Linked DNA regions of Sus scrofa: regions 1, 2, 3, 4 and 5 are each linked to region 6. The links are chromatin contacts, called in public HiChIP or PLAC-seq and promoter capture Hi-C maps. All regions are on one chromosome and are shown on one strand. The core of a region is the stretch at or near the end of the contact, and the rest is flanking DNA. Distances in the headings are between cores, read along the strand shown.

Region 1 (3,707 bases), core at 760-3,259, 220 kb before region 6:
GTACACTTTAGGTAGATTAAATCCCAATTTTCAAATAAATTGTATTTATGTTTCAATAAATGGCTATTGCCAAAGAATCAAGAACATTAATAGGGAGCCAACATCTGGGGAGAAGTGGAGGTGTGGTCCTGCCATCTCATGTACCCTGAGTCTTCTGTATTATGAACTCAGAACTGTGATCCAGGAAGCTCCCCAAACCCACAGACAAATGTGGCACCAGGAAATCCCAGGAACCCCGATTCTGTCAAGGAGAGCCCCCTGTCTTTCACAGGGGCAGTAATGACCATGACAAAAGTATACGTGGTACTTCGCAGATTCCAAGAGCTGTTCCAGATGCAACTCACTCGATCCACACAGCAAGCCCATGCAGTTGATACCCTCACCATCTCCATGTTACAGGTGTGCAGGCTGAGACACCAAGAGGTTAAATAACCTGCCCAAAGGTTGTCAAATGAGTCAGAGCTGGGCTTGGAACCCAAACAGGCTCCAGGGACAAGGCACCTGAGCACAACACTCAATGCCATGTAGCACATCCTTCCTGCAGAAGCCCAGGTGGCCTGAATACCAGTCTGACCTTGAGGCATTTGGAAAAGCTGGACAGAGCATGTGGAGCCTTTATGTTGGATCTGAAGCTTAGCAGCAACTGCCTTGGGCCAGGATACCCACCGGCCGGAAATGTATGATTTATAGACCCCAATTTACCAAAACCCAGGAATATGATTTTGGCACCAGAAATACCAAGGCCTCTGTCCCCACAGAGGCTCCCCGGGCACACATCCGACTCCCGGGAGACCCCCGCTGCTATGCAGTCACCTGTCAGGGCACTCACCGCCGTTATCACACACAGCCGTCTCCCCATCCCACATGCCATTGGGGCGACACTGCCGCACGGGCGAGCCCCGCAGCGTGAAGCCGTCCTCACACTCGAAGGTCAGGTTGCCGCCCACAGGATGGGACCCCAGCCGCGGGGTGTACACGCCGTTCTCAAAGGAAACAGGGGCTGGACAGCGAACAGCTAGAGGGAAAGGGGGCATGAGAATACAGGAACGGATGGATAACACCCTGGCTGGATACCATGTGGGTGACACTCAACTTGGATGCATGGAAATTGCCAACTAGTTGTCAAAATGATAGGTTGATGCCTGTGAAATTGCTACATTTGGCAATTGGTTGAATTTTGGCAATTTCACACAATTCAGCCTAATGGATTGATAAGCACCGCTTTTCTCAGTCCCCTGAGGGCCATGGCCACCCCAGCACCTCCCCTGGTGTCCTCAGATGTCCCGTGAGCGAGTAACTAGAGGGGCGACGCCTGGCACAACAGGGGGCTCCAGGACCATTGAGCATCCATTCTGGATGGAGTGTAGTCAACTGTTAAATATTTTAAAATATCATCCTGGCTTTTGTACCCCACCATCACTATCAGAGCCTGCCTCTGATCGCCTTGCTATGGGCTGTTGACATGGTCCCCACTCTTTTGAAAATCCCCGTGGAAAAGCAGCTTTGCATCCCATCTGGTCAGGTTAAGCACCACCCCAAGCAATTCCTAAATAGAAATCCTGGGGTGGCCGCTGGCAGGGAGCCTCACGTTTGCAGACTGGCTTTGTTGACCGGGTGGCTCTCGGGATCTGCCACTGTCCGTTGCTGTTGCACAGTCTTGATGCCACCGGGAATGGGTAATAGCCCAGGGGGCAGGAGTAGGTGAGGATACTCCCAGGTGCCCAGCCATTACTGAGGGTGAAACTGCCCCCTGCGATATTCACGTTCTGAGGGCAGGAGGGAGCGGCTGTCGCTAAGCCTGTGGGCACGAGGGCATGACACAGAAATGGAGAAAAGAAGGAAGGCACAGATGAGAAAAGGAAACTCAGTCTGGGTGGCACCAGCCTCACCCACGAGACCCCAGCATCCTCCCCTCCCCTGTTCCTACCTGGGTACAGGGGCAGCAGGCAAAGGACGACCATCAGTGGGTCCATGGTGTCTACCTTAGGGACAGGGAGCAGCAGGGAGCCGCGAGGGGGAAAGGTCATCTGACTTCCCGAAACCCAGAGCTGGCTCACAGCTGCTTCATCTGCTGCCAGAGAAAGAAAACGAGGGAGTGGCAAGAGGGAACGTTCTCTGGTTCGGGAAAAAATAATCGGATCGGGGACTGAGCTGAGGGGGTGAAACTTTGCCCTGTCTCCGTAATCCCAGCACATCCACGGAGTCAGTTGATCGGCATCACAGACACTGTGGACGGCTCCCACTCCACCCCCACACAGACACACATGCACACACATTCTCGCAGGAATAGTCTAAAGCACACAAGCCCTCGAACCATCCAAGATATTGCAAAACATTTTATTTAAGTAAAGTTTCAGTTTTCTTTTGGTTTCACCATGTGAATTTTACTTCCTCAGAGTCTAGGATAGTATTGTCTTCTTGAACATAAACTCCTGAGAGATTAAGATTAATTTTCTTTGAGGAGTTCCCATCGTGTTCAGTGGAAACCAATCTGACTAGTATCCATGGGACGTAGGTTCGATCTCTGGCCTCGCTCAGTGGGTTAACAGTCCAGCGTTGCTGTGAGCTGGGGTGTAGGTCATGGACGTGGTTTGAATCCAGCATTGCTGTGGCTTGTATCTGGTTCTGCTGTGGCTGTGGCGCAGGCTGACAGCTGTGGCTCCTATTTGCCCCCTAGCCTGGGAACCTCCGTATGCTGTGAGTACAGCCCTAAAAACCAATAACAATAATAATCATAATTTTCTTTGAAATTCTTTTTTTTTTTGATAGGCAAGAAATAGATTTATTAGGAAAGGACACTTGTGAGAGATGCAAGCGGGCAAAGGGAAGGAGGCTCTGCTAATGTGAAGTTCTTGCTACCTACGAGGATTCACCACCTTTTTTTTTTAGGATTCACCATCTTTTTCTTCCCTCCACCCCTTCGCCAGAGAGCATCTAGGGATAAAAATGAAATCAACGCTTTGTTTAGAAACTGGAAAAATGTTGAGACTATCTTTACGGAAAGTCCAGCAGATAAAAATCCCCTACTTATAGATAAACCCATGTTTGATTAACAGAAGCATGAAAGTACTTTTGGATCTGGGATGTGCCTTTAAATGACAGCCTGCATTTTGCATGAAATGAAGGAAGCAAAGAAACTCCAGGCTAGTAGGTTAGCCTTCCCATCCCTCAGAGGTCTCTTTAATATTTGTCCAACAATGCCGATGCAAGAAAATAAGATCAATCAAAGAGGACTTCCTGTTGTGGCAGAGCAGAAATGAATCCCACTAGACTCCATGCGAATGCAGTTTCCATCTCTGGCCTTGCCGTGAATTGTGGTGTAGGTCGAAGATGTGACTTGGAGCCCACGTTGCTGTGGCTGTGGTGTAGGTCAGCAGTATAGCTCCAATTAGACCCCAGCCTGAGAATTTCCATATGCCGTGGGTGCGGCCCTAAAAAGAAAAAAAAAAATCAATCAAAGGTGAAGATGAAACATATCTGAAGTGAATACTTAAGTTTATGAAAACTCTTTTTTTTTTTTTTTTTTTTTTTTTTTTTTTTTTAGGGCCACACCCGCGGCATGTGGAAATTCCCAGGCTAGGGGTCAAATCGGAGCTGTAGCTGCTGGCTTACCCCACAGCCACAGCAACGTGGGATCTGAGCCTTGTCTGCCACCTACACTACAGCTCATGGCAATGCTGGGTCCTTAACCCACTGAGTGAGGCCAG
Region 2 (3,381 bases), core at 427-2,926, 130 kb before region 6:
TTGAGCCCCTCATCCTCCACGGCGCTCTTCATGTTGAAGGCGTACGACTCCAGCGCGTTCTTGGCCGACACCCTCTCGCGCTGGATCTCGTCCTCCGCTTTGTACTTCTCCGCCTCCTGCACCATGCGCTCGATCTCCTCCTTGCTCAGCCGGCCCTTGTCGTTGGTGATGGTGATCTTGTTGGCCTTGCCCGTGCTCTTGTCCGTCGCCGTGACGTTCAGGATGCCGTTGGCGTCGATGTCGAAGGTCACCTCGATCTGGGGCACCCCCCGCGGGGCCGGCGGGATGCCGCTCAGCTCGAAGCGCCCCAGCAGGTTGTTGTCCCGCGTCATGGCCCTCTCGCCCTCGTACACCTGGATCAGCACGCCCGGCTGGTTGTCCGAGTACGTGGTGAAGATCTGCGTCTGCTTGGTGGGGATGGTGGAGTTGCGCTTGATCAGCGCCGTCATCACGCCGCCGGCCGTCTCCAGCCCCAGCGACAGCGGGGCCACGTCCAGCAGCAGCAGGTCCTGCACGTTCTCCGACTTGTCGCCCATCAGGATGGCCGCCTGCACCGCCGCCCCATACGCCACCGCCTCGTCCGGGTTGATGCTCTTGTTGAGGTCGCGCCCGTTGAAGAAGTCCTGCAGCAGCTTCTGCACCTTGGGGATGCGCGTCGAGCCCCCCACCAGCACCAGGTCGTGGATCTGGGCCTTGTCCAGCTTCGCGTCGCGCAGAGCCTTCTCCACCGGCTCCAGGGTGCTGCGGAACAGGTCCGAGCACAGCTCCTCGAAGCGCGCCCGGGTGATGGACGTGTAGAAGTCGATGCCCTCGAACAGGGAGTCGATCTCCAGGCTGGCCTGCGTGCTGGACGACAGGGTCCTCTTGGCCCGCTCGCAGGCCGTGCGCAGCCGCCTCACCGCCCGCTTGTTCTGGCTGATGTCCTTCTTGTGCTTCCTCTTGAACTCCTCCACGAAGTGGTTCACCAGCCTGTTGTCGAAGTCCTCGCCGCCCAGGTGCGTGTCCCCCGCCGTGGCCTTCACCTCGAAGATGCCGTCGTCGATCGTCAGGATGGACACGTCGAACGTGCCCCCGCCCAGGTCGAAGATCAGCACGTTGCGCTCCCCCTTGCCCGTCCTGTCCAGGCCGTAGGCGATGGCCGCCGCCGTGGGCTCGTTGATGATCCGCAGCACGTTCAGCCCCGCGATCACCCCCGCATCCTTGGTGGCCTGCCGCTGCGAGTCGTTGAAGTAGGCCGGCACCGTGATCACCGCGTTGCTCACCGGGTGGCCCAGGTACGCCTCGGCGATCTCCTTCATCTTGGTCAGCACCATCGACGAGATCTCCTCCGGGTAGAACGCCTTGGTCTCGCCCTTGTAGCTCACCTGCACCTTGGGCTTGTCCCCGTCGTTGATCACCCGGAAGGGCCAGTGCTTCATGTCCGCCTGCACCACCGGGTCGCCGAACTTGCGCCCGATCAGCCGCTTCGCGTCAAACACCGTGTTCTGCGGGTTCAGCGCCACCTGGTTCTTGGCCGCATCGCCGATCAGCCGCTCGGTGTCCGTGAAGGCCACGTAGCTGGGGGTGGTGCGGTTGCCCTGGTCGTTGGCGATGATCTCCACCTTGCCGTGCTGGAACACCCCCACGCACGAGTACGTGGTGCCCAGGTCGATGCCGATGGCCACGCTCTTCGCCATGTCGCTGGCCTGCTCTCTCCGCAAACAGCCTCTAGACTCGAAACCGGGATCCCAGACGAGAGCTCTGAAACCGGAAACCGAACGCGCCGCTTCTGCCCGCGGTGGTCCTCGGAGGCAACGGATCTGCCAAGGCTGCGCTCACAGACCGCAGAGGAAGTCTTAGCAGCTCTTCCCGGGCTCGCTGTTTCCCTGGGGGCGGCTCTGTGTTTATATTTTTTTCCTCAAGCCCCGCCTTTTCCCTCCTCAGCCAATCCCCGAGCTCGGCGGGGCTGCCAGGTCGGGAATATTCCAGAGGTTTCGCCTCGCGTCCTGCCCCCTGGCTTTCTGGGGCCAATCAGCGCCCTGGCTGCCGCCCCTCCCAGAACTCTCCAGACTCTTCTGGGATTCGCGGGAGGAAACCGGAGTCCTCAAGGGAGGGGGGAAGAGATGCTGTGGAGGTTCGCTGTTTGCACTGGCACCCTTGTTGTTTTTTTTTCCTTCCTCTTCCCTGGGAGCCGGCATTGGAGTAGGTGGAAATTGACCGGAAGGATCAGCATTACGCTTGTAATGGGGCGGTGAGAGGCATGTAGGGCTCAAATTAGTTTGTCTGTTTAAAAGTAGGATTAAGGGCTACAGGATTTGGGGACAACCAAAACAAAGTTCCCAAGTTTCTGGGGGTCAAAGAGCCTAATTGGAGCCTGATGCTGATGGAAGGAGCGGAGGGGCGGGACTGCCTGTCTGGGCTGCCTGAGAACTGCCTTCACCGTCCCTGGGTTTTTCCCATCTTGTTTTTAAAATGAGGACAAGAAAAGAGATCCTGCAGTATGGTTTTTGGTGTCATCGTAAGCCTTACACTGATGGAATATCTGGGGATGGGGAAATTTCAGTTTTCAAAAGGAAAGCAATCAGGCCAATAGAAGGTTCTTAAATGGGAGAAGGTTCCCAGCGCCTTAGAAGGGACGTGCTCGGTCAAGGGCGTGGGGAGGGAAAGGCGGGGCTGGACCCACCGCGCCCCTATCCCCGCCCAGAGCCGCTCCCTTTCGCCTGGGGCTGGACTGGGGCTCGAAGAAGAGGAAAAAATTCCGTAGAAAATCTGCTGTCTTTAAGCCTTTTGGGCTTCTCCCAGTTCCTCATTTTTCCCAGCCTGTGGTCCGGGGACCCCCACCCCCCTCACCTTCTTGATGTCTTCTTTAATTAGTAGTTCAGCCACAGATGATAGGTAGTTCGTACTTCTACTGTGTCGCTTGCGAACGGGGTAAACTGTCCACTGCTTTTGAATAAATGGATGTGGTGAGCCTGTGGGGGAGGGGGGGCAATGGTCCTTTCTCTTTAACAGCTTCAAACGTTTTATCTGGTTGGCACGTGGCCCATTTTAAGCTAACTGTTGGGCCTGATGCTCTAAAGCAGGAGGAATTCTCTGGACCCAGGTTCTAGCTCCTCTAAAACTTTAGGTTATTTACCCTGCACTCAATTTAGCCACACTGTTTTTTACTCCTAGATTTCAACTGTCTGCGTGTTACTTTCCCTCCTGTTTTAAATGCAGGCACTTTTGGTAATTTATTTTGGCCTTTGTATTTTCATCCTTTGTGGACAATGCAAGGCGCTTAAAACGAAAATATGAGAGACATTAAAGCAATAGTATAGGGTTCACAGCCCCCCCCCCCAAGAGACTCATTGCTGTTCCCAAATGTCTTTAGTACAAGAAATCCAAGATCACATGTAGGAA
Region 3 (3,351 bases), core at 486-2,985, 160 kb before region 6:
TCCTGTCCTTCTTTTTTTTCACCGGTCGCATCCAGGGACTGGGTAAAGACTTTGAGAGTCCCCAGCTCAACTATTACTGGCTGCCCATCATGGTGAGTGACCTTCGCCCCTCTGCCTCACCCTCCACCTCTCCAGAGGAACCCTAAACGGGCTTTGTGTCTTCCAGACCTCCATCATGGGAGCCTACGTCATCGCCAGTGGCTTCTTCAGCGTTTTCGGCATGTGTGTGGATACTCTCTTCCTCTGTTTCTGTGAGTAACACCCCCCACCTCTCCCCAACTTAAAGGTACCAGATCATTCAGGCTTTTTCAGAGACTTGGTGCTTCTCGAAATAGCAATTTCATGAGTTATAGAAGCCAGAGCCTGAGGGAGCCTCTACTAACATCCTCAGGCCAGGTATTTGGGAAGCAGTATGGGAGTGAGCCCCTAGTCTCCTGCGCTCTCCCAAGAAGGAGCATTCCAGGGGAGAGGCCTCTGGCATCTTCCTGCAGAAAATCTAGGGAAGAGAGTTCCTGCTGTGGTACAGCAAGCTAAGGATCTGGTGCTGTCTCTGCGGCAGGGCAGGTTCCATCCCTGGCCCTGTACATTGGGTTAAAGATCCGGCATTGCGAAGCTGTGCCCTAAGCCCTTCTGTATACCACGAATGCGGGGTGGCGGGGGCGGGGGGGGGGAGGAAGAAAGAAAGAAGAAAGAGAGAAAGAAAGAGAGAGAGAGAATGAAAGAAAGAAAGAGAAAGAGAGAGAAAGAAGAGAGAAAGAAAGAAAGGAAAGAAAGAAAGAGAGAGAGAGAGAGAGAGAGAGAGAGAGAGAGAGAGAGAGAGAGAGAGAGAGAGAAAGAAAGATAGATCTAGGGATGAAGTTAGCCACAGCAGACTCCCCAGCAGGTGGCTGTAGAGAGTGAGGATTTTCTCACCCTACTGTATGCATTCATTTGGGATATCTTAAGTACCAGGCTCTCCGCTAAGAAACTGACATGTATCATGTATTTTTTTCCGTTAATCCCTTTCATTCTATGAAACATAGTATTATCGACTCCACTCTACAGATGACCTATTTACATAACCTATTTAGCAGTTTACAAAAATTGCCCCAAAAAACAGCTGGTGGGAATGCAGCCAGGAAACCAGGCAGCTGTCTCTTGGTCCTTGATTTCCACCCCCGGGAATGGGGTTAGCCCCCAACGTTCCGTTCTTATGGGTCTATGTCGCGCCTCAGTGGAAGACCTGGAGAGGAACGACGGCTCCCTGGACCGGCCCTACTACATGTCCAAAGCCCTTCTGAAGATTCTGGGCAAGAAGAACGAGGTGCCCTCGGGAGACAAGAAGAGGAAGAAGTGAGAGACGTAGCCCTGATCCAAAACAGCACCCCGCCTGTACAGCCTCCCAGCCTCATTCCCGCCTTCCAGATGTCGATTTTGTAGTAAAAAGATTAAAAGATTGATATTGTGTTTTCTCAAAAACTCTGGGACTTTTATTTCCTCCAAGACCACACGCTGCCCTCCCCCGCCCACCTGGCTCTTTAAAAGGGGCCCTGCCCCTGTGACGCCCCTACACCCCCACCAGTATCACGGCCAATCAAAAGGCATCTGTGGAGTTATGCCCGCCCCCTTCTTCAATCAAACCAATAGTCTTCCCGTTCGGGTCACGCGCTCCGGGACTTCAAAGAAGGCCCATTGGACAACGTAGAGAGGAGGTGCTGAAGGGTCACGTGAGGAGTTACGCGAGGGCCAATTAAAGTCGCGGTAGCTCGGCTGGGGGCCCTGACTTGCTGTGGATTTGAGGGTGACATCTGAGCATTTAAAGGGCTGGGGTCAACTGAGCGACTCAAGCCCGCGTCTAATCGTGGAGCCAGGGTCGCGGCCGCCGCGGGGGAGAGATGACTGCGGAGCGACCCGGCGCAGTGCCCCTGGGCAGACCCGGGAGACCGCCTATGCTGGGATTAGGGGAAGCCTATAGGGCCCAGGTATTTGCCTCGATCTTCCTGCTGCTGTTGTCTCCGGCAGGAGTCGGAGCCAGGGCAAAGAACGACTTCAGTCTGGTGAGTTAACCCTCGCATGGCCCCATCCCCAACCACGCAGGCGGTCGGTCTGTGTCAGGTTGTACGCCCGGGACGCAGGCTGCTAAGCCCCCTCTCCTTTCCCAATCCCTGCCCCTCTCTGGGTTCCTCGTCCTCTTTCCTTCTGAGGCTCCTCATTCGAGCTCCTTCCCCTTTTGAGGTTTCCCTATCCCAGAGGGCTTCTTCTCCCCTCGTAGTCCCTTACGCTGCCTAGAGACTCCAGCTTCGCTACAAACTCTCCTCAGGGTTCCCCTTCCTTGTTCTGGGAAACCTGCTCCCACTTGGGGTCCCTACCACCCTACCTTTCCCAGGGGAACCTGCGTCTGAGTTGCTATTCATTCACCCTAAAGCCCAAGTCACATTTGTTCAGTTCACCGGAACTCCTCCCTTCACAGGTGCACCCGCTGGTGACCATGGAGCAACTGCTGTGGGTGAGCGGAAAACAGATCGGTTCTGTGGACACCTTCCGCATCCCACTCATCACCACCACTCCTCGAGGCACCCTCCTTGCCTTCGCTGAGGCCAGGAAAATGTCAGCATCGGATAAAGGCGCTAAATTCATTGCTCTGCGGAGATCCATGGACCAGGGTAAAACTATGCCTGGGAGTTCCCACCACCGCTTAGCAGTAATGAACCCGACTAGTAACCATGAGGATGTGGGTTCAGTCCCTGGCCTTGCTCAGTGGGTTCAAGGATCTGACGGTGCTGTGATCTGTGGTGTTGGTTGCAAACCTGGCTTGGATCCCTCATTGCTGTGGCAAAGGCCGGTGGGTGCAGCTCCAATTTGACACCTAGCCTGGCAACTTCCATATGCCGCACGCAGGGGCAGCCCTAAAAAAAAAAAAAAAAGCCTGTGTGGCAAGATGTTGAATGGGTGGGGAGCCTGATTTTCCGTAGAGCCCTGGAGCTGCTGGGTCCCTGAAGACTAGAGGCAACCTAAGAAGGGAAGGTGTCCAGGGCAGTAATGCAGACATTGGGATCTCCAAGGAGTTGAACATTCATCCAAATGTTTATTGAGCACTTACTATATACCTGGCAGTGTTCTAAGTTCTGTGACTACAGTTATGAACAAAACAGAGCAAAAATCCTCGCCTTTGCAGGGCTTATATTCTATTGGGAGGAGGCAGACAATAAGCATAATAAGTAATATATTTGTGTTGGAAGGTGATTAAGTGTAATGGAGAAAAATAAAAATAAAACAGGGCAAGAGGTATGGAGAGGGTCAAGAGTTTGACTGCAATTTTCAAAAAAGGACATTTGAGCAAAGACTTAAAGGAGGTAAATGAGCCTGAGGAAA
Region 4 (3,578 bases), core at 322-2,821, 200 kb before region 6:
ATCCTGGGTAGATATTGGGAAGTGGGGTACAATAGCAAGAACTATGAATAGTGGTGGGGGTGGGGGGTAGGGCACTTAGATGAGAGGACATGAGAAGGGCTGTTTGGGGGGAGGGAGAGGAGTAGAGACTTATACAGTATTTTTTAAGAAAAAACGTATTTTTTAGGATTTTTTCTGGAGTTTGGGGTTTTAGTTTTTCTGATTTTGTTTTCCACAAAATAAAAAAAAAACAAAAAACTTTTTTTTTTCTTATACTCTGTCTGGCAACTGTGTGTAAATGACTCTCCGACCCTAGACCGCCTCACACTCTGATGCCATTTGCTAAGTACCTGGAGGTCACAACTCATCCAGGTCTCATGCCTGAAGCTACCTTGACAAGGGAAGGGGGAGTGTAACAAGTGGGATTCTCCAGCCAGGGACCCACACCCCCAGTTCTGCATCCTCAACACCTGCTGGATACCTCATGTCACAAAGGTTCCATGATTGTTTGGCAGAGGTGTCAACACTTGACCTGCCCCTCTAGTTGAGTCTGGTACCAGGGCTAGGGAGGGGCGCTAGGTGTGATCGCTGTGCCCAGCCAAAATTGTAAGCAGGAGCCTAAGTTTGGGCATCTTGGGTCTGGGAAAAAGTTTCGTGTCGCCTGGAAGGCAAAAAAAAAATCACTGGATTAGGGTGTGGAGAAGACTACAATTCCCAGAAAGCTCTGGAATAGTTCTTAACCAAAGAGGACTACAGCTCCCAGAAGGCCTTGTATTGGCCTCAGGTGCCCTATGTCCCAACCACCTACCTGAGTCAAATACTGCATGTGAAATACAGATATTTTCCAAAATTTGACCATAATGTAGTATCTAAAGAGATGGTACCCCAAATAGACCCATCAAAGTTGTATGTCTTAGTACTGTTGACTGGGCTATGACCCACGCAATACCTGCCTGGATATGCTTGTTAAACAGACGGCAATGACTCCCGCAACTCTGGAGGCTTACCTGAATCCCTAGTGCATGTGGTGGCCTAACATGTCTGGCATAAACAGAGGAGACATTTAGCCCCAGGTTTTCAAGAGGGGGTCGCTGCTCCAGGGGACATTAAAGCAGTATGCTAGAACCAGCCAAGAGGAGACCTTCAGGTGTCCTTCGCGTGTCCCCATCGCCCCCTTCTTGCTTGTTAGAGAAGCGAGGCCAAAATTGAGGCCGAGCCTTCTATCTAGTGACCTAGAAACTAGAAAGCAACCAGAAGCGGGAAAAGCACACGCGGGTGGGATTGGAAATACAGCCACTGCCAGGAGCCGGGAGACTCAGATGCTCTGTTACCTAAAACCAGGTCGGGGATGGAGAAGCCACACCTGGACCTAGGCGTGCCTCGCCTTCGGTTCCCCGCTGAGCCGAGGCCAGGAATGGCAGGAATTTTCCCCGGCAGCCCCCAGCTTAGGTCAGCCACTGCCATTTCAGAGGCCGCTCTCCGGGGAGAATGGCCAGAAAGCGCGTAGTGGCTCCTTTAAGGCTCCTCCTAGCCCTCCCTCCCCCGCCCACGTGACCCGGGGCGGCCGCGCGCCGGCTCGGCCCCCCGCGCAAGCGGCGATGGCGGCGGCGGCGGGAGCTGCAGCGGCGGCGGCCGCCGAGGTGCGGAAGGGGAGGGGGAGAGGCGGGTGCATGCCCGCGCGCGCGCCCGGGGGAAGCGCGCGCCCGTGCAATGCTCCGGGGGTGCAACGGGGCCGGGGGGCCCGGGCGGGACTTGCAGCAATCCGGAGGGCCAGCACCGGGGGCGGATGAGGGGACCAGGGGGTGGGAGGTGGGGGGAGTGGGCACGGAGGCGCGCATGCAGCCGCCGGCTGCCCCCGAGTGGGCGGCGGGCGCCGGGGCCCCGGGAACACGCGCGAGGGGCACGAGGGGCCGTCCACCGGGCTGGGGGGCAGCGGGCGCAGGAGGGGTTGGTGCCCGGGGTCCCCGCGGCCTGGGGGACAAAGGGGGAGCGGCGCGTGCAGCCGGGAGGAGGGGGCGGGGCCGGGGCGCGGAGGCCCCGCCCCCTCCCCCTCCTCTCTTCTCGGCCCCTGAGATGCGGGGTCTACCCAGAGGGAGGGGGCTGCTGAGGGCCCGGGGGAGGGGTCGTGCGGCCCCTCCGGGCAGCCGAAGCCGCGGAAGGGGGGGCCCCCATAGAGGAAGAGGTAGGCCCCGGAGCCTACTCTCTCTTCCCAGGGCTCAAGCGTCCTGGGCGCCCCAACTTCCTACCGGACTGACCAGTCCTCCTATCCCTTGTGTCCCCTCCCAGGGGGAGGCCCCCGCTGAGATGGGGGCGCTGGTGCTGGAGAAGGAGCCCAGAGGAGCTACCGAGAGAGGTGAGTACGGCAGAAACGGGCCCAGTTAAGACTTTCACCTCCCCCAACACGGGATCTCCTGAGCCCTTGGCCCGAACTTTTTTTTTCCTTTACAGTTCATGGCTCTTTGGGGGACACCCCTCGTAGTGAGGAGGCCCTCCCCAAGGCCAACCCTGACTCCCTGGAACCTGCTGGCCCCTCATCCCCAGCCTCTGTCACAGTCACCGTCGGCGATGAGGGAGCTGACACTCCTATAGGGGCCACACCTCTCATTGGGGATGAACCCGAGAATCTCGAGGGAGATGGGGACCTCCATGGGGGACGCATCCTGCTGGGTGAGAGGCCAGGGAGTCTAGGGGGGTGAGGTGAGGTATTCTCAGGTTCTGCCTTCCCTCTTATCTTGCTTCCTGCCTGCCTGTCTGTCTTCCAGGCCATGCCACAAAGTCATTCCCGTCTTCCCCTAGCAAGGGGGGTGCCTGTCCCAGCCGAGCCAAAATGTCAATGACTGGGGCTGGAAAATCACCCCCATCAGTCCAGAGTTTGGCTATGAGGCTGCTGAGTATGCCGGGGGCCCAGGGGGCAGCAGCAGCAGCAATACCTGAACCCCCTCCAGCCACAGCCAGCCCAGAGGGGCAGCCCAAGGTCCATCGAGCCAGGAAGACCATGTCTAAACCCGGAAACGGACAGGTGAGGCTTAGGAGGAGGGGTGGGGATGGGGTGGGAGAGACAAGATAATCAATATAAGGCCCCTGTGAGCTGCATTTTCAGTTTGGCTTCAGACCTTTTCTTATCCAATCACGGCTTCACATGTTTACCAAGAGGCTACTGTGTGTCAAATTCTGGACTAAGGCTTCATATGTGAACAGACAGACAGGTTTCTGTCTTCCCCAGGTTTACATTCTGGAGGGCGGGTGTAGAAGATGCAGATGTTAAAGCCTTAATTAGGTAGTTAATGTCTTAATTACTCTTATGATAATGACTATCTAAAGAAACTTCAAACCACTTTTCCTTTCTACCTCCAAGCAAAAGTCCCACGGGAATGCCTCCCTCTCTTCTTTCAAACTGTCCCTGCTGTTTTACTGTGCATCTCTATAGGGAGGGAGCTGAAGGACACAGAAGTGATAGAGGAAGGAAATGACAAGGGCCCTAGAATCTCAGAAGCTTTACGATGATGTTTTTAGGGCTCTTGGTATCATGTTCTGGGCATGGTTTAGGTAGCTTTGGTCAAGGCCTTTTGTTTTCTCATCTGGAAAGTGGGGAGAAAGGG
Region 5 (3,207 bases), core at 584-3,083, 250 kb before region 6:
TCAAAGAAATAAGAAAGCCAGCAAGGACCCAGTGAGAGGCCTGGGCCCTTCCTCCTCGGGGCCTGGGCTCAGAGCCCTCCCTCAAAAGGGCCCATCCTGGCACCACCTCACCTTTCTCGAAGTCTATCTCCTCCTCTGCCTCCTCCCGAGTACTCAGATCTGTGATGCTAGGCTCATCCATCCCACCTGGGGAGAGGTTGGAGAAACAGGGATTCATGGGGTGGCCATGACTCAGGGGGGTGGAGAATAAGGGCTCCCTCTCCCCGACCATCCCATTTCCACAAGCATCACCTGGCCAAAAAGGGTACTGTGTTGGATTCCCCCACAGGGACTGGGAGGCGGGCCCTGGTGGCCGGCGAAGAGATAAGGAGGTTGTGGCCGACAGGTTTGTATTCTCTAGCAGGACCTGAGGCAAGAGATCAGAGCGCCAGTGAGGCTGAGTTGGCCTCTGACAACCCCCCGCTCCGGCCGCCACCCCCCCACCCCACCCCCCCCACTTCCCAACTCTGCTTCTTGTGGCCCCTGACCTCTTACCTCCTTGTAGCCTAGTATCTGGCCTGTGGTTGGGTGTCTTTGGGCCTGCAGGTCGGAGGGGACTGGGGCCCCCAGTGCGGCCAGGAGAGACCAGGGATCCATCTTCCTCTGCCATTTTCTGGACAGAAAGAAATTTTCAGCTCTTTCTCCTCTGTCTCAACTTCCTTCAGGAACCCATTTCCCCTAGTCCAGGCCCCTCTAGACTCCTCACCGGGCTGAGTGCTCCACACCATGCAGAGGCAGCCAGGCTGGAGAGGACAGAAACAACTGTTCTGCTTCTTGCTGCAGATCTGGGGCACAGGGTGGGAGGCCGTGGGGAAGCTGGAACAGGGCAAGACGAGAGGCATGAGGCAAGGAAAGAGAGTAAGACACAGACAAAAGAGATGGTGACGGGCTTCATGTTTAGATCAGAAATGGTAGGTGTCCCATACAGGCTAGGACAATTAGGCTGAAGCAATAGTTTCCAAAGGTTGTCCTACTTTATAGGAAAAACTGACCTGCAACTGAATTATCTGGAGAGCTGTTTAATAATATAGATTTTGGATTAAAGAATTTCTGGAGATGGACCTAAGAATTTCTAATTTAGGAAAGCTCCCCCTCTAATCATGAGGCACACAGATTCTGATAATCACTAGTTTTAGGAAAAGGAGCCCCAGACCTAAGGATGAAAAACCGAAGGTGCTCAAGGGCTGACCTATCAGCCACCAACAAGTGCCCTGGTGCTTGGAGACAGAAGAAGATGCCAGGGAGAAAAGACCCACTGGAAAGAGCAGTTCTCAGAGCTAAAGTTATCCCCAGGGCTCCCTGCTCTGTCTTCTCATGGGCTCTGACGCACTGCAGGTCGACTGGGTTGGGATCCATCCCGCACCAGTCCAAAGCTGGGATGACAGGTGTCCAGAGACAGGTGAGCCAGGTCAGGTTAGACCCTACTGTGAGAAGGCTGAAAGGGGTTTTAAGCCCTATTAATAAGGGTCAAGGTTAGGTTAGAGCTAAAAGTCACTCACGGTGCTCTCTGGAGCCCCAGGCACATTCAGCAGCTCCCAGCGCCCGGTACATCCTAGCTCCAAGGCGCGGAGGGGCAGATCCAGGGGATCTGGGGTAGGCAGCACTATGGGAGGAAAATCACAGGTCAGGGGTCAAGGGTCATTCCCTGTCTCCTCCTCCTTCCCACCTTCTGCCCCCTCACCGAGTCGCTCCGTCTCCATCATCCTGGAGCCACGGTAGCTGCCGGGCAGCCCGGAAGTGTAGGGAGGAGCCGAAACCCGCGGAACTAGCGGCGACTTCCGGAACACACCCCGCTGGGGGCGGGGACGAGCACTACCGAGGGGCGGAACCCAAGCTGGTGGGAGGCCGGACGGAAGTGTGCGCGCCGCGAGCCGCCTTGGTTACCGCGGTCTCCGCCCCTCGCTACGTCATCGCTCCGAGCCAGCGATCCGCTGCCCGCGCGGGCGCCGCCCGAGACCGTGGGGCTCCGGTTGCCGCCCCCTCAGGTAAGGCCTTCTCCGTCTCACCCTTCGCCCCTTTTTTCCGAGCTCCTTCTCTCTTCTTGCCCTGTTCGTTGCTCTGAGAGCGCTGCGCGGGTTCCACTGCCTCCTCTGCTTTTCGGACCCTGCGAATGCCATACTAACCCCAGCGAGGTAGGGGGGGTCTGGTGCCATCGTCTTCGCGACGGAGGGGGTGTTTCTCCCTTCCTGGGCTACGTGGTGCCCCAAGGCGCTGGTATCCGTGATTCCCGGAGAGAGAAGGGAATGCTGGTTGATCCCGACGAGCGGGGGCTTGGACGGCAGCTGGTTTAAGCAAGGGGTAGGGAGAGGCAAAAGACAGGAGTAGGCAGGCCTGGAGGGGTGGGATTGGGTGCAGTGTGGACGGCGTGTGACCCCTGGGCGGTGACAGTGGAGAAAGATGTCTTGGGCCCTGCCCCTGAACCAGGAGCCACCATGTTGGTGATACCCCCCGGACTGAGCGAGGAGGAGGAGGCTCTGCAGAAGAAATTCAACAAACTCAAGAAAAAGGTGAGGGAGTGTGTGTGGGCATGGCCCAAACTTTCAAAGACTCTACACTGAGAACACCTGGGGTGAGTGTGAGGGGATGGGGGGGTGGGGGTTCTTCTAGCTCATACCTAGAGACATGGCACCTCTCAGTGTCCCTTCATGGGTGGACTTTCTCAAGGTGGATACTTGCTTTTCTCTCTTTTCTGTATAGTCTGCCATGGAGGTGTCTTCCTTTCCTCCGGCTTTTAGTACCACCTAAGAACTGGTGATCCCAGGCTTGGTTTTTTTTAGTTCCATCTGTATCTTGCCAATAACCTTCATATATTGCCGCTCTGGTCTTACCTATTCTAATCTTGGTCTTCCAAATAGGACTGACTCCATTCACTTCTCCCGCTGTTTGGAATCCAGATCTCGTCTCTGTCTTATTTGCGTAGCCAAATGTTTGCCGAGTCGTCTTGATTCCTCCTTTGAAGTAACTTCTTCTGTTTACTCCTTCCTGTGTATTCTCGCAGTCAGGCCTTTGCTGATGCTCACCTAGACTGTTGTAATCGTCTCTCAGCAAGTTTCTTTTTTCGACAGACTTTTTTACTTCTATTAAAATGGTGCTTTGAAAACAGAAAACACTGTCCTTCTTTTTCTCAAAAGCCAGTGGTTTCACATTGTCTATAAAAGAGCCTTAATT
Region 6 (3,478 bases), core at 221-2,720:
TCTCCGTCCGTTTCTTGCCATCTTCCACCGCAGCACCCCGAGACCAGAAAAAAGATTCTCGGAGAGTCTGGCACTTTAGCAGGAAAACCTCGCCAGACCCCGCCCCAAACCTCCAGACCGGAAACTGGGGCAGGTGGGGGGCGCGTTCCTGGGAGCCAGGGACCTCCCCTGACCTACTGACCCTTAAAGTAAAAATCTGGGTGGGTCTCACTCACCAGAGGGAGACTGACCTGGTGAGACGCCCGCGGGGCAGGCGAGTCGGGCCAGCAGGCCCCCGACGGAAGAAACGGATGGGGCGCCTGGAGCCCGTCCGCGGCAGCTCATTGGTTGCTGTGAGGTCTCCGGAATCCTGGACTGGGAGGGACGTTGGCGCCATAGTGCCACCTTCCGGGGAAGCCGTGCAGTGCTCTGGGTGGCAGCGGGGGCCGGACGCCCGGGTTTCTTCCCAAGTGCCTGGCCAAGAGCTGAGCTTGGGCGGGCGGCCGCCCTCGCGTCCTCCCAAAAACTCTGAAGTGCAGCCAGGCGTGGAGAGCGAGCGCACAGCGCCGGAGCCTGTGGGCGCCGGAGATCGGACCCAATGACCTGCAGCTGAGCTGAGGCGGGCCCGGAAAAGCGGGGGCATAGGGAAAGGCTCTGGCTTCCCAGAACCCACAGGGCGTAGTGGGCTAATACGGTCCCTGGAGACTCAGGTGTCCTCGCTTTTGGATTTCTGACACATCTTTCCCATTTTGGAAAATGGTATCACAATCACTCCCTTTCGCAAAGCCTATCTCCCTTCCCTCACCTCACAAGCAGTCTGAATCTGTCCCGTCTTCCTGGGAAACGTAGCTCAGATTCCTGCACCGCTCAACTTCCCTCTCTTCTGTTAGACCAGGCTGCCATCTTGTGACTGGACTTGGGAATAGCTTCCTAACTGGTTTCCCGGCCTCAGAAATCTACAAACAGAAATCTGAACCTGTTACTCCTCTGCTGAAATCCTTTTGGTTTGTAGTAGCCACAGCTCAGGTGCTTCCTCCTCCCCCATCTCCCGTCACTGTCTGTTGACTTGTCTTCTGCACTAAACTGTGTGCTCCGTGACGATAGGGGCTTTGTGCAATATTGTATCCCCAACATCTGATGCAGTGATTCAATGAATGTCTGTTAAATTCATACGAAATGCGTTTCTTCTTTTTTTTTTGTTTTTTTTTTTGTTTTTTTTTTTTTGTCTTTTTGCTATTTCTTTGGGCCACTCCCGCGGCATATGGAGATTCCCAGGCTAGGGGTCCAATTGGAGCTGTAGCCACCGGCCTACACCACCACAGCCACAGCAACGCGGGATCCGAGCCGCATCTGCAAACTACACCACAGCTCATGGCAACGCCGGATCCTTAACCCACTGAGCAAGGGCAGGGACCGAACCCGCAACCTCATGGTTCCTAGTTGGATTTGTTAACCACTGCGCCACGATGGGAACTCCTCTTTCTTTCCTTTCTTTTTGCCACGATGGGAACTCCTGAAATACGTTTCTTTTCTCATTCTTTTTGTTGGGTCCTTGTCCCCATGCCAGGATGTTAGGCCCCAGAATGGCTGTGGGTGAGGACACTCTGTCCCTCCGGCTGTTCTAGCTCTGAATTCCGCCCCAAAAGGATGTTGCCTCTCCCTTTCCTCTTGGTCAACTTCTCTTCCATCAATATAAGGCCAAACTGGAGGCTGGTGGGCAGTCATGCATTTTATGGCAGGCCCTGCAAGTAGCTGGAATATGGGCTTCCACCAAGCCCTGGCCCTCTTAATAATGCAGGTCATGATGAGCTTGGTGTTTGGTAAGTGTCTCTAAGGGGTCAGAAGGATCTCCTAGCCTGCTGGATAGAGAAACCCACAGACACCAGATGTCTGGGTACATGTGCCAAGGGCATTCAGGTAAACCAGGCAGGAGGAAAGATGGGGTGGGTGGGCTTGGTGGGATAATGACTGGGGACTGATAACGGGCTGATGTTCACTCTGAGAGAGATTTCAGGTGATTACTGGAGGGTTTTCTCACTTAATAGCAGTCACCTGAGTGGAGATATTAAAGAGAACCTCTTTGAATCCGAGGGCAATACAGAAGAGGGAGGGTTGGGGGAACACGCCAGATGACAGCCCCAGGATCCAGCGTAGAACAAGGATGAATCCAGCCTGATAACTCGCTTGGCTGCAAATCACCATCTACACAGAAACAAGATTCAAAGTGTTGGCTCATCATCAGCCTCACACCAAGGGTTCTGCTGGGGACACGTTAACGAGTGGTCTGGGCCTGGGACCGGAGGAGGAGGGAGATGAACAGGCATGTGTTTGTGAAGGGCTTAGGTGAACAAAATTAAAAATGAATCTGTTCAAGAGTTCCCGTCGTGGCTCAGTGGTCAACGAATCCAACTAGGAACCATGAGGTTGCAGATTCGGTCCCTGGCTTTGCTCAGTGGGTTAAGGATCCAGCGTTGCCGTGAGCTGTGGTGTAGGTTGCGGCTCGGATCCAGCGTTTCTGTGGCTGTGGCTGTGGCTGTGGTGTAGGCCAGCAGCCACAGCTCCAATTAGACCCCTAGCCTGGGAACCTCCATATGCCGCTGGTGCGGCCCTAGAAAAGGCAAAAAGACAAAAAAAAAAAAAAAAAAAAAAAGAATCTGTTCAGTGGGACCCCCTCAAAGAATATGGCTTTGGGCTACTCGAAGTCTCTGTCTACATGTCTTGTGCTGATGCACTCTTATGTTTTCACTTCTGCTAATTACAGATGAAGAAAGCATATTCCAGGAGTTCCCACTATGGTACAGTAGGTTAATTATCCAGCATTGCTGCAACTGTGGTTCAGAGTCAATCCCTAGCCTGGGAACTTCCATATACCATGGATGCAGCCAAAAATGAAAGAAAAAAGAAAAGAAAGCATATTCAAAAGACTGTCTGGGGTGGGGGACCATGAAACCAAGTCACAGAGGAAGAACTGTCCTAACAAGGCTGCCAAAACTTGGAATAGGCTGCCTTGGCCTAAACTTTGAACTTAGAGACTTACAGAGTGCTGGTAGACACATTAGTCCCTCAAATAAATGTTTAATTAATTAATTAATTTCTCATTTCAGGAGGTGTAAGAGCAGAGAACGGAGATTTTTTAAAATAAGAACTAAAGCTTTTGATGAAAGGTTAAGCCATATTTTTTTGTTGTTGTTCTTTTCAGGGCCGCAGGTGTGGCATATGGAGGTTCCCAGGCTAGGGTCAAATAGGAGCTACAGCTGCTGCCTACACCACAGCCACAGCCATGCTGGACCCAAACCATGTCTGCAATCTATACTGCAGCTCACAGCAACACCAGATCCTTAACCCACTGAGTGAGGCCAGGGATGGAACCCACGTCTGCACGGATACTAGTTAGGTTCGTTACCCTGAGCCACAGTGGGAACTCCTAAGCCGGATGGTTGTAAAGAATTGGTGATTTTATGGTTTTCTGAGATGGGGAGGTAGGAGAGAACGGTGGGGT

The links. Promoter capture Hi-C pulls out the DNA fragments that hold promoters and counts their contacts. HiChIP or PLAC-seq counts read pairs in DNA pulled down with a chosen protein or histone mark.
Region 1: a contact with region 6 is called in an H3K27ac HiChIP or PLAC-seq map of alveolar macrophages. The contact joins the promoter of C2 here to the promoter of LY6G5C in region 6. A contact is called at or near these places in 1 of 47 Hi-C or Micro-C datasets (embryonic fibroblasts) and 1 of 2 datasets of contacts at active chromatin or transcription factors (alveolar macrophages).
Region 2: an H3K27ac HiChIP or PLAC-seq map of skeletal muscle shows a contact between it and region 6. The contact joins the promoter of HSP70.2 here to the promoter of LY6G5C in region 6. A contact is called at or near these places in 6 of 47 Hi-C or Micro-C datasets (embryonic fibroblasts, fetal liver, fibroblasts and 3 more) and 2 of 2 datasets of contacts at active chromatin or transcription factors (alveolar macrophages and skeletal muscle).
Region 3: a promoter capture Hi-C map of liver shows a contact between it and region 6, with 8 times the contacts expected there. The contact joins the promoter of NEU1 here to the promoter of LY6G5C in region 6. A contact is called at or near these places in 5 of 5 promoter capture datasets (fetal liver, fetal skeletal muscle, liver and 1 more), 19 of 47 Hi-C or Micro-C datasets (alveolar macrophages, embryonic fibroblasts, epiblast stem cells and 11 more) and 2 of 2 datasets of contacts at active chromatin or transcription factors (alveolar macrophages and skeletal muscle).
Region 4: a contact with region 6 is called in a promoter capture Hi-C map of fetal skeletal muscle, with 9 times the contacts expected there. The contact joins the promoter of EHMT2 here to the promoter of LY6G5C in region 6. A contact is called at or near these places in 1 of 5 promoter capture datasets (fetal skeletal muscle), 2 of 47 Hi-C or Micro-C datasets (epiblast stem cells and liver) and 2 of 2 datasets of contacts at active chromatin or transcription factors (alveolar macrophages and skeletal muscle).
Region 5: a contact with region 6 is called in an H3K27ac HiChIP or PLAC-seq map of alveolar macrophages. The contact joins the promoter of SKIV2L here to the promoter of LY6G5C in region 6. A contact is called at or near these places in 3 of 5 promoter capture datasets (fetal liver and liver), 13 of 47 Hi-C or Micro-C datasets (alveolar macrophages, embryonic fibroblasts, epiblast stem cells and 9 more) and 1 of 2 datasets of contacts at active chromatin or transcription factors (alveolar macrophages).

The regions. Positions count from the first base shown.
Region 1 is chr7:24,018,892-24,022,598 of Sscrofa11.1, reverse strand. C2 (complement C2) reads right to left here and starts at 2,009. Exons shown (of 18, transcript NM_001101815.1): 1 at 1,928-2,009; 2 at 1,589-1,798; 3 at 830-1,015. The coding sequence starts at 1,973.
Region 2 is chr7:23,924,224-23,927,604 of Sscrofa11.1, reverse strand. HSP70.2 (heat shock protein 70.2) reads right to left here and starts at 1,676. Exons shown (of 1, transcript NM_213766.1): 1 at 1-1,676. The coding sequence starts at 1,676. It also overlaps a transcript of HSPA1L not described here.
Region 3 is chr7:23,957,043-23,960,393 of Sscrofa11.1, reverse strand. It overlaps NEU1 (neuraminidase 1), which reads left to right and starts at 1,735. Exons shown (of 6, transcript NM_001101822.1): 1 at 1,735-2,036; 2 at 2,450-2,642. The coding sequence starts at 1,875. SLC44A4 (solute carrier family 44 member 4) reads left to right here. Exons shown (of 21, transcript NM_001101818.1): 19 at 1-92; 20 at 167-251; 21 at 1,215-1,459. The coding sequence ends at 1,336.
Region 4 is chr7:23,990,666-23,994,243 of Sscrofa11.1, reverse strand. EHMT2 (euchromatic histone lysine methyltransferase 2) reads left to right here and starts at 1,571. Exons shown (of 29, transcript NM_001101823.1): 1 at 1,571-1,619; 2 at 2,266-2,332; 3 at 2,428-2,646; 4 at 2,742-2,998. The coding sequence starts at 1,578. It also overlaps a transcript of ZBTB12 not described here.
Region 5 is chr7:24,045,642-24,048,848 of Sscrofa11.1, reverse strand. SKIV2L (Ski2 like RNA helicase) reads right to left here and starts at 1,833. Exons shown (of 28, transcript NM_001101817.1): 1 at 1,721-1,833; 2 at 1,539-1,642; 3 at 746-855; 4 at 535-652; 5 at 292-406; 6 at 112-186. The coding sequence starts at 1,742. It overlaps NELFE (negative elongation factor complex member E), which reads left to right and starts at 1,948. Exons shown (of 11, transcript NM_001101825.1): 1 at 1,948-2,024; 2 at 2,464-2,546. The coding sequence starts at 2,472.
Region 6 is chr7:23,793,959-23,797,436 of Sscrofa11.1, reverse strand. LY6G5C (lymphocyte antigen 6 complex locus protein G5c) reads left to right here and starts at 1,470. Exons shown (of 3, transcript XM_003128309.4): 1 at 1,470-1,799. The coding sequence starts at 1,703.